Linked DNA regions of Mus musculus: all the other regions are linked to region 2. Evidence: chromatin contacts called from public promoter capture Hi-C data. All regions are on one chromosome and are shown on one strand. Each heading gives the region's core, a stretch centred on a gene start, on an enhancer-like site or on the middle of the called end of the contact. The rest is flanking DNA. Distances are from core to core; before and after follow the strand shown. Region 1 overlaps Paqr8 (progestin and adipoQ receptor family member VIII). Region 2 holds the start of Tmem14a (transmembrane protein 14A). Region 3 holds the start of Paqr8 (progestin and adipoQ receptor family member VIII).

Region 1 (3,155 bases), core at 496-2,995, 310 kb after region 2:
GGGGTTGCTGGTGAGCCAGCCCTAAGGGCATAAGAGCGGGAGAGCCTACAGGCTAGCCAGCTTAGATACCTCTCATGCCCAGATCCACGGCTTTGAATTGGCCCCACCCCAACATCCACCCCATCAAGGAACTGCTGGAATCCATAAAGAGGCTGGTCCTACAGATTCAAACCTATGGGATCTCCATGACACAGGGCAGCAACAGGGTATCCAAGCGGAGTCCCAGTGAGCTTCCAGCAGTGATAAAGTAGCAGAAGCCAGAGGCCTTATACCAGACTCATCGTAATGAACATTTGCAAGCAAAGAAGTGTGGGCAAAAGGTAAAAGTGTGGGATATACTGTGACACACTATAGCTTCCACAGGAAATGTTTATGTCTCTGTTGTGAGGGAGGTTGAAAGGGTGGAGAGAAGAGGAGGGGATGGGGAGATGAATGGGATCGGGATGCAGGATGTGACATTCATAAAGAACCAATAAAAAGTAAAAGGAAGAAAGAAAGAAAGGAAGAAAGAAAAAGAGAGAGAGAGAAAGAAAGAAAGAAAGAAAGAAAGAAAGAAAGAAAGAAAGAGAGAGAGAGGAAGAGAAGGGAAGGAGGAAGGGAAGGGAAGGGGAAGGGAGGAAGGAAGGCATGAGAGGAAGAAAGGAAGGAACAGGTTGAAGGTGAGAGGAAGAGAGGAAAGAATTTTGTTTATAAACTAAAGGAAGTCAAACATTAGGTAGACTGGTTACCAAAAACTGGAGTAGGGACCATTTTCAAGGTTGGTGGAATATATTTTTCCAACTATGACCGTCATAGTGTGGAAAGGACACATGCTGAAAGAGCCTGTTTCTACCCCTCCCCATCCCTGCAGTGCAGTTTCAGAACCCCTGTCTAGAGAGCAGGATTGTGGGAGAGGCAAAGTCATTGGCCGCCCCTCGTGTGAACCTCCTCAGGGTCAGAATGTGGTGGCCCGGAAATCTTCCTGATTGCAGAGCAGAGATTCAAGCTGAGCCTACCATTTTCTTATCACATCTAGAAAAGTGATATCAAAACTGAGTTGTGGGAATCAGTTGAAGACTGCAAAGAAAGGGTGCCGGTCTCTTCCTAATTTCGTCATAAGTACAAAGTGTTGTCTTAAACAGTGGTAAGTTGATACCATTTACACTGGTCTCCTAAGTTCACCATAAAACACAACCAGGTCACAGAGTTTTCTAGGCGGCTCCTCGTTCCATGTCACATGATATATCAGGTAAAGAGTACCTGAAATAAGACTATCTGAGCTCCCTCCTTACTTAGATGGTGATAGAAGGTCAGACGAAGCTTTGCAAATCCCAAGGTTATGAGGGACTTACAATTCATACTGAAAATGAATGTTTTCTCAGCTCCCAGGAAGCCAAGCCTCCCCAGGCTCAATAACAACCTGAAAAACCAAGATAAAAAGAAAGAAACAAAGAAAAATCACACCTCTGGGGGTTTTTTTTTGTTTTGTTTTTTTTTTTTTTTTTTTTTTTTTTTTTGCTTCTAGGCTCCAGTTCAACTTTAGAAAGGGTCACAAGCATTTATCATTGCAGTCACCTGACCTGTGGTCTCAGGTGACATCTCATTAAAGCCAGTGCAGGTGCCACCTGAGCGCCTGGATTGTCTTTCTAACCAAGCTGAAAAGTGGCCAACCCCAGCTTCAACCTCAGCAACCTCCCAGTGACACTGCCTGAACGTTGTCTGCTCTTTGCCACAGCGCCCGCGCCCGCGCCCACGCCCACGGGCCCTGGAAGATTTAGTCTTAGATTAAGATCACCATGGCTGCCAGGAGATAAACAAGCCCTCTCAGGCCTTCCTCAGGCCTCCGCTTCTCGAGGAGCTACCCAGCCTCCCTCCTGATTTAAACCCAGCCTCCCTCCTGATTTAAAGCTGCTTGGCGCTCCACCAGGCACCACACTCTGCCCCGTTTCATTTCAGATTTACTCCTTGTAGCTTAATGTATTACTTTCCCTCTGTGTGTTCAAGTACACAAAATTTACCAGCTTAACCTCTTTGTCTTCATCCTGTCCTCCTCCTCATCTTTTCTTCCTCCTCCTCCTCCCCTTCTCCTCTCCCTCCCACTCCTCTCCTCTTCCTCCTCCTCTTCTGTCTTTTTCTCTCAACCTTGTTCCTTATTCTTCTTCCAGAGTCTCATTATTTAGCCCAGATGACCTCAAAACTCCCACACGGGCTGCTAAGCCCTGACATCACAGACATGCACCGCTGATTTCAGTGTCCCATCTCTTCCCTTCTCAGAATGTAGTTAAGCACACTCATTTGTCTAAACCACAACTCTTTCTCTCCTGCAAAACAAAGCCCATTATCTCCTGCTCAGGCCTCCCTCCTCTCTTCTCTCTGGCCCCTGGAAACTATTTTTTTGTTTTATGTACTGTTTTTGGGACTTCATATTCACGGACTCAAAATCTTTTTATAAGTGACATCTCTTTTTCTTTTTTTTTTCTTAGCACACTTTTTAATATATCTATGAAGTAAATCCTGGAAGATTAATTGCTAGGACTATATGCATTTAAACTACGATGACTGCAATTCTGTCTTCCAAAAATGATTGAGACAATTTATAATTCAACCAACAATATTTAAAAGTAGTTTGCTGGGAACATTAAGTCAAGGCAAAGGTACTTGACTCCAAACCGAATAACCTGAATTTAATCCTTAGCACATGGAGAGAACTGACCCCCACAAAGTGGGGCCTCTGCATGCTCCTCTCAGGACAAGTACACCCATATGTACACATACACGCTCCAGAGACAGAGATATGGACACACATACACAAATTAAAAGGAAAAAAAAAACCAGTTTTCTATATCCTTACCAAAGGAACATTTCAGCTTTTTATTGGGATTCAATGAATAGTATTACTTATAAGTGACATTTCACTTGGCACCACGTCCCCTGGTTTCAGCCATGTGTGTAGTATGTGTCAACACTTCTTTGAGGGTCAACATTGTGTGTGTACATCACGCTTTGTCTACATGTTTGTCTGTCAGTAGAGGAGTCATCCCACCCTTTTGGCTATTGAGAGTGAAGTTGCTGTGACTGTGGTGTATAAATATCTTCTCAGGACCGTGCTTCCAGTCCTTTGGTACACACATACCCTGAAGTGGGATTTCTGGATAATAGTAATTTCATTTTAAATA
Region 2 (3,233 bases), core at 201-2,700:
AACGTGGATTCTAATTTTTCTTCTAAGCTAACTTAAAATATGAAAAGTGAGTTCACCTTCTTGAGTCCCCCAACTGATCGTGTGACCCTGTTTCAATAAGAGATAAATTCCTTTAATTTCCTGCTTGAGATTCGTTGCCTGTCAGATTCTTTTTCTCTGCCAGCCAAGCTCAAGTAGGGCAAACCCACACTAGTTCATCCATTGCTGACCTGCACACAGCTCCAAGCGCACTGCCCTGAGAGAATGAGTGGGTGGCTCCAATACACAGCCTGTGTGGAAGTTATCCAGTGGCTGGCCACCCCCCCAACCCACACCCACACCCCCACTGCCTCACCATCCTTGGCTACATTGTCAGGAATCCCACAATTCCTGCGTCTCCACAGAGAACTGAGTTTAGTTCTATAGAAGGGTAAAATTAATCCATTGCCAACAATTGCTTACTGTGAAAACTTACACAAGTCAGTTATCTTGCTGGCTTCTTCTGGAAAGCAAAGGACACTTGCCTCCCCGCACCTGCTTCCCAAACCCCAAAGGGTGTAAGAACTTGAAAGTTGTGGAATGTGGCTGGAAGAGGGAGGCATGTTCACTGCATGTTCATGCAACAGACAGAGGCTAGGTGCTGATATAGGACTGGAAAACGTCCTGGATGCAATGCAACAAAATTATTCACTGCTTAGCATAGGAAACTGAAAATCCCTCCGCAGCCCCACCATCTCAGGTCCTCCTGAATCTTCTCCACCCACTAAGATATCTGTAAATAAGTATGCACAAAGCATTTTCACATAAAAATAAACTAATTACCTATGATCTAAGTGGGCATGAGAGCCATTTTTGAAGCAAGTCTTGGTTGAACTTTACCTACCACCACGCCTCACCTCTGGGAAGGTAAAGAGTAAGACAGATGCGATATTTAGGGCCCCCAGGAAAGCAGAAATTCAGGAAATTGGAAGGATGAGCCAGAAAAGATCTGTGGGAGGGCAGATGCCATTCCCTCCCTCCCTCCCCAGGTCGTCTGAACTGTTTTCTGCTGTGAAGATCGAGGGACTGAAGGAGAGGGCGGATGCTCAGCAAAGAACGGTTTATTCTCATGCCTTTGCATGAAAAGTTTCTTTTAAGGGATGGATGCACAGCTCACCTGCACCCTTGAGCACTTGCTGCAGCTGGTGAAAGCGGAAAAAGCGCAAGAGTAGTCCCTCAATCCGGAAGCAGTTCTGCGCAGGCGCACTGCCTAGCTGCGACCCGCCTTAGAGAGCAGAGTGCACAGAGCTGAGTCCTCTCTGGAGCTGGTTCGTGCGTTGTAGAGTCCTGGATCCCAAGTTCTTCTACTGTCCTCGGCCTGGGAGTGGGGTGCAGCTCTGGGCCAGCAGAGGCCAAGACCCTGGGAAGTGAAGTCGCTTCCCCACCCGGCTGTGTAGGCCCCGAGAGCGCAGGGTTGGAGTCTGCTTCCCCCTGCCGGCCGGGATGATGCTTGCAGAGGGACTCCTTGGTTTAGCTAGGATCCCCCTACATCGTCATAAGAATTTTAGGAAGGTAAACAACATATACATAGTCTACAAATTGTTTCCACTTTCAGTGGAGGTGGGGACGTTCCAGAATGCGAAGGTCTTCAGGATCAGTGAAAGTTAACCTGATTTCAAGGCATGAATGCCGGTAGGTAGATAAGGGCATAGATAGCCTCCTGATCTTTTACTCTTTTACTCTGTGGGATCAAGGTATCCAGGTTTAGATGATCAGGAGGTGTGGCACATAACGCCACAGTTGGAAAGAATTTTGAGTCCTGCAAGGCTAGGGGAATCAGTTTCCAGAAAATCTCCTTACACTGACATTAAATTGTGTCTCTTGGTAAATTCTCATGCGACTCCAGTTGGGCTTTCTAGGATGGAAATAGTAATTAGGATGAACACTGTGCCCTCCCTTATACAACAGCAATCAAGGTATTCAGGAAAGCTCCAGAATTCTCGGAGGTGAGGAGTAATAGAATTACCTCAAAGACATATACATTAATTATATACATTAAACAGGTGGCATTTGTTTGTTGATCCTACACACCACACCACACACACACACACACACACACACACACACACACATTTGGAGAAGTAATGTGACTGCTTTTGAGAACTGGGAAATCTATACTGCTCCTAGAGAATTAATCAGACCCTGGAAGTGTCGCAGGGGCGCTGACATAGGGCTATGGAGTGACACGGAGCTATGGAGTTAGTCCCATCCTAAAGTTTGCTTTCAGATTCTCCTGGTTCTCTCTTCTTCCCACATCCTGATTGTGCACACGTGGCCTAGCTATCTCTGTCTCTGTCTCTCTCTGTCTGTCTCTCTCCCTTCCCCCCCCCTCCTCAGATTCAGAACTCTTTCCTACTCAAAGTCTAAAAATAATATGAAAACCCTCTTGGAAAGCTTTATTATTTCCATGGCATGCTTGGGTAAATGATGGCTCCTTTACTCACAGTGGATTTAGAGTTTGGTCTTTGTTGTTGTTCTGTTGGTCTGAAAGTTGGAGCACAGTCCTTCTTGTGCAGTCTGTTGCACTTAAACACCCCTCATACCATCAGCCCCGGCAGCAGATTAAGATATGGCTCAGAATAGACACTCAGAGATTCTCCTACTAAAGTACCAGAAGATGAAGCCGCCACAACATGCTCCTATTCAGTGATTCTAAATGAACCCCAGAGAACATCTCTCTGTAGGGCATTTGGGATTCCACACTGTCAGATATGTGGAACAGGACTGCTCTTAGGTAGAGGGAACTTGTCACCTGAGCTCAAGCCATCAGCTGCCACCTGCTCGAGTGGAAGCCAAGGGTGGAGCTGAGGATGAGGGTGCAGTGAAACCTTCGGCCTTTGCCAACCTGTAAGACTGTCTACCTACGATCCATGGTGACAGAGACACAATTCCCTGTGGCCTCAGCACCTCTGCCAACTTGTAAGACTGTGTGATAGTTAGAGTGAAAATGGCCCCTAAATGCTCATAGCAGTGGCACTATTAGGAGGTGTCCCCTTGTTTCATGAAGTATGTCACCGGGAGTGGGCTCTGTCTCTTGGCCTTGAGATGCTCGAGCCAGGCCCAATGTCACCCTTTCTTCCTGATGTCTGTACTTCCTAATATATAACCCTCAGATCCCCAAGTGTCTGCCTTCATGCCACCATTTTTCCTGACATGATGACAATAGGCTAAATCACGGAACCATAAGCCAGCCCCAATTAAGTGTTTTTTTCTTT
Region 3 (3,274 bases), core at 774-3,273, 330 kb after region 2:
CCCTGCATTATAGAAGAAGAAAAAAAAACCAAAATTTCTAAGTGTGTTGACACATACTTCTAATCCCAATACTTGGGAAATGGAGACAGAACGATTAGCTACGTAGTTAAGTTTGAGACCAAAACTGGGCTACATGAGACCTTGTCCCAAAACAACAAAGTTAAAAAAACAAAAACCCTCAGCTTTCTCGGAGAGTGGGCATCTCAGTGTGTGCCAGAGAATGAACCTGGCCTCATAGCCTAGAAGGAAAGATATTCTTTCCAAACCCAAGTACCTTCCAATGCAAAGAAATCACAGAAAAAAACCTGAGTCAGTTGTCACACCCAAATAAATTACCACAAATAATAGCAATATACCTTAGGTAACAAGATGCTCAGCATTATTTTAACTAAATGTAACAACTTGTATACCCAAGATAAACAATAGAGAACAGATTACGCTTAGGTCATGGTTTGAGATTTGCACTTAGACCTAGCCTCTGAGATGCCAGGGATGGACGGGTACAAGGGTGGAACAGCCCAGGCATGGGAGCAGACTATGAATAACCTTAACAGGGGAATTGTAGCTAGTGCCTTCTGTAAAGGTGACTTTTTACTAGCTGCGGGAGACAAACCTTCACTAATGCAAACACGGAGTACGGGACACTGGAACACTAAAGTTTGCCTGTGGCATGCTGTGTGCTTGTTGACGTCCCTCAGAAGCTGTCTCTCACTGGACAAGAACAAATAGGACCTACGGATTGTAACTCTACACACACCTACATCATACGTGCTCTGCCCAAAGCGCAAAAGGTAGATATCCCGTGTGTATCGGAAATCTCACTTGAAGACCATTCCTTTCACCTTAGTCTCTCCTCGTCGCACCCCCAAGCAAAACCATTTCTAACCCAGGTCAGAAATATGAGGTGCAACGTACGCAAGACAAAGTGCTCACCAGGACCAAGGGTCTCTCTAGTATTCCTGGGTACCTATAACTACTCAGAGAGTTGAGGCAGTTGGCTGCTTCCTTGCTCTTGGCAACTGATCACCCTTTCATAGGTCCCCCAGTACTCCTAGACTCGCGAACGCTGCTGGGTCCTCACTTGTCCTGTCTAGGGTTCCTCAATCTGCTGTCAAGGGAATACCCTCTTGAGGTGTCCACGGCCACCTCCACTGAAAGGACAGCATTCTCAACTGGCTGATATACTCCCAGCACTGTCCCGCCGGCCACCTCCGCCCCTTTGTGCTTTCCCACCGCTCGGTCTACCATAGCCTCTAAATCTGAAACCTACAGCTATCAGCACAACTCTCTGCGGTGTCTCCTTGGAGAATCCCGCTCCATCTTCCTCAAGAAGTTCATGCCTCTCTCACCTTACTCTTTCCGGGAGGGGGGTTCCCCTCTCTTGGGCACCCCCTTCCGCCCTGTTCTTCCTCTACTCGGCATTCCCCTCCGGGATTCCGTTCCCCTCTGCCCTGTGGAGGGCGCCCCAAGAATGCGCACAGGACTACTCCTCCTTTACATCCTTCCTCTCCGGTTCTCTGGGCTCAGACACCCTCAATTCACGGTCGTGACATCTACTTCAAATCCCCGCTCCCCAGGCTCCTCACCATCGCAGTCCGGATTTCCTAGCCCTTCAGGGCTCTGCAGTTCCCCAACTCCACGGTTTGGACTGTCTGCTGTGCATTCTGAAAGCCGATATTAAAACTCTAACATTGGGTCCCAGCTCGGGCCGCTAGGTTCCGGGCACCTGGCAATGAGGGTCTACATCCTCCCTACAGGTCGGGTCAGGCGCTCCTCTACGCCGAAATCCTGACGTCCCCGCCTCCCGGCTCTGGCAGAGACTCCCCAGCATCTCAGTGGAGACCTGCACCCTGCCCGACCCCCACCCCCACAGTCGGGACTTACGAACACCAGCGCGGCCGAGCTCCTGCAGCCCAGCTCCGCCAGCCGCACTCCCGACTCCAGCTCCGGGAGAGCTCTTTCTGAGCCTCCCCGACCGCCGAGGGCTCTGCACCCGAGAGCGGCCGGGAGGAGGGGACAACCCGGATGGCGACGCCCAGCTCCGCCCTTTCCCGGCCCAGGGGAGGGCTGCCCAGCCCGGTGCACACTCTGCTGCTACAGCCACCGCAGCCCAGCCGAGGAAGTTGACTGACGCCGCTTCCTTCCATCCTTCCACCCACCTTTAGACCCTCGCACCCACCCCCAGACCTTCTTAATTGCAAACCCCTCGGGGGCTTGAGACAGCCAGGGATGCGGTTTGCGCTCTGTGTTCTTTCCCAAAACCATTTCCTAAATCCCTTGGGGGGGGGGGGGTGGATAAAAAAACTTCATCTGCCATTTCCAATCCTGGCCTTCTTTCCTCTCATTGCTCTAGGGTGAACTCGGTATAATGCCCAGGAAATCACGCTGTGCATCCCATGAAGGCCCTGCGGACACATTTTCACATCCCCGTGCAAGACTCATACTTCTGCTGCGGTTGCATGTGTGAGTGCATCATGCATGTCACTGGACACACGTATGCTGTGCCAAGCAGACCCCTCTACCCGCCCCACCCCACCCCCATGTAACCTCCATTCACTAAGTCTGCCCGCAGTGACTGCAGTTGTTCTTCACCCACAATACACCCTGTATGCACCATAATTTTTTTTTTCAATCCATTTAGGAAGTAGGACCATCAGTTAACAAATTGAATTGGCTTTGCTGCTGAAAAGCTGCCAGCATCGTTCAGAAGAAAGGGAATGGAAAGGTCAGATCCCGGGAAGATGGCCTGTGTCAGCTCGCCTGTACGAAGAAGGCCCATCTTTCCTACTGTTCTGAGACAGTTCTGGACTGAGTTTGGGCTCTTTTCATTTAAACCCACCCTGTTCCAGGGAAGAATCTAACCATGTTTTTACCATTCCCAGTATTTAAAAATCTGTTATTTGGTGTATCTTCAGCAAAATATCTGGAAGCAAAGTGAACTGTTCATACAGTGGGATTTCGTTCACTCCGTAAATGAAGATGTTTGGATTCTGGGATGTTATGGGCAGGCTGAAGCAGATTCGGACCCCGAGAGAGTCCAGGGACCTGTCTCAGTGCAGGGCTTTCCCCACAGGACAGTGACCCGGTGTGCAAAGGTGCGTGCGAAAGCTCAGGAGGCTCTGGGATGCACCTGCTGCCTTAGCTTGAAGATGTCCAGGCTGCCCTTGTATCCTGGGAAGCTGTGGCCGTCCATATTAGCCAATATTTCTTATTTTAGCCAGAGACCTCAGCCATAAAGTGATACTATAAGAGGAAGGAACCCCTGCCACCCTCT

The links. Promoter capture Hi-C pulls out the DNA fragments that hold promoters and counts their contacts. Capture Hi-C pulls out chosen DNA fragments and counts their contacts.
Region 1: a contact with region 2 is called in a promoter capture Hi-C map of the HPC-7 cell line. The contact joins the enhancer-like site here to the promoter of Tmem14a in region 2. A contact is called at or near these places in 4 of 39 promoter capture datasets (the C10 cell line, the HPC-7 cell line, liver and 1 more), 2 of 15 datasets of contacts at CTCF or cohesin (the NIH/3T3 cell line and large pre-B cells), 3 of 484 Hi-C or Micro-C datasets (the G1E-ER4 cell line, LSK cells and muscle stem cells), 5 of 115 datasets of contacts at active chromatin or transcription factors (bone marrow-derived macrophages, embryonic stem cells, epiblast stem cells and 1 more) and 5 of 9 other capture datasets (adipose tissue, embryonic tail, embryonic trunk and 2 more).
Region 3: a promoter capture Hi-C map of liver shows a contact between it and region 2. The contact joins the promoter of Paqr8 here to the promoter of Tmem14a in region 2. A contact is called at or near these places in 1 of 39 promoter capture datasets (the C10 cell line), 1 of 15 datasets of contacts at CTCF or cohesin (the NIH/3T3 cell line), 4 of 115 datasets of contacts at active chromatin or transcription factors (embryonic stem cells, epiblast stem cells and stem cell-derived neural progenitor cells) and 3 of 9 other capture datasets (adipose tissue, liver and macrophages).

The regions. Positions count from the first base shown.
Region 1 is chr1:20,911,366-20,914,520 of GRCm38.p6, reverse strand. The region is part of intron 1 of Paqr8 (progestin and adipoQ receptor family member VIII); the gene reads right to left. Among named protein-coding and RNA genes, the nearest start is that of Gm24171, 2.6 kb to the left of the region's middle. Within about 2 kb of position 1,745, at least 63 of the 459 cell types and tissues checked have an H3K27ac peak or open chromatin away from gene starts, as enhancers often do. A contact at or near this core is called in the G1E-ER4 cell line, the HPC-7 cell line, embryonic stem cells and 1 more, where this site is marked.
Region 2 is chr1:21,216,792-21,220,024 of GRCm38.p6, reverse strand. It overlaps Tmem14a (transmembrane protein 14A), which reads right to left and starts at 1,450. Exons shown (of 5, transcript NM_029398.3): 1 at 1,136-1,450. The region is part of intron 1 of Gm28836 (a long non-coding RNA gene); the gene reads left to right.
Region 3 is chr1:20,889,297-20,892,570 of GRCm38.p6, reverse strand. It overlaps Paqr8 (progestin and adipoQ receptor family member VIII), which reads right to left and starts at 2,023. Exons shown (of 3, transcript NM_028829.4): 1 at 1,885-2,023. 6720483E21Rik (RIKEN cDNA 6720483E21 gene) reads left to right here and starts at 2,098. Exons shown (of 4, transcript NR_040492.1): 1 at 2,098-2,463; 2 at 2,642-2,725; 3 at 2,916-3,095.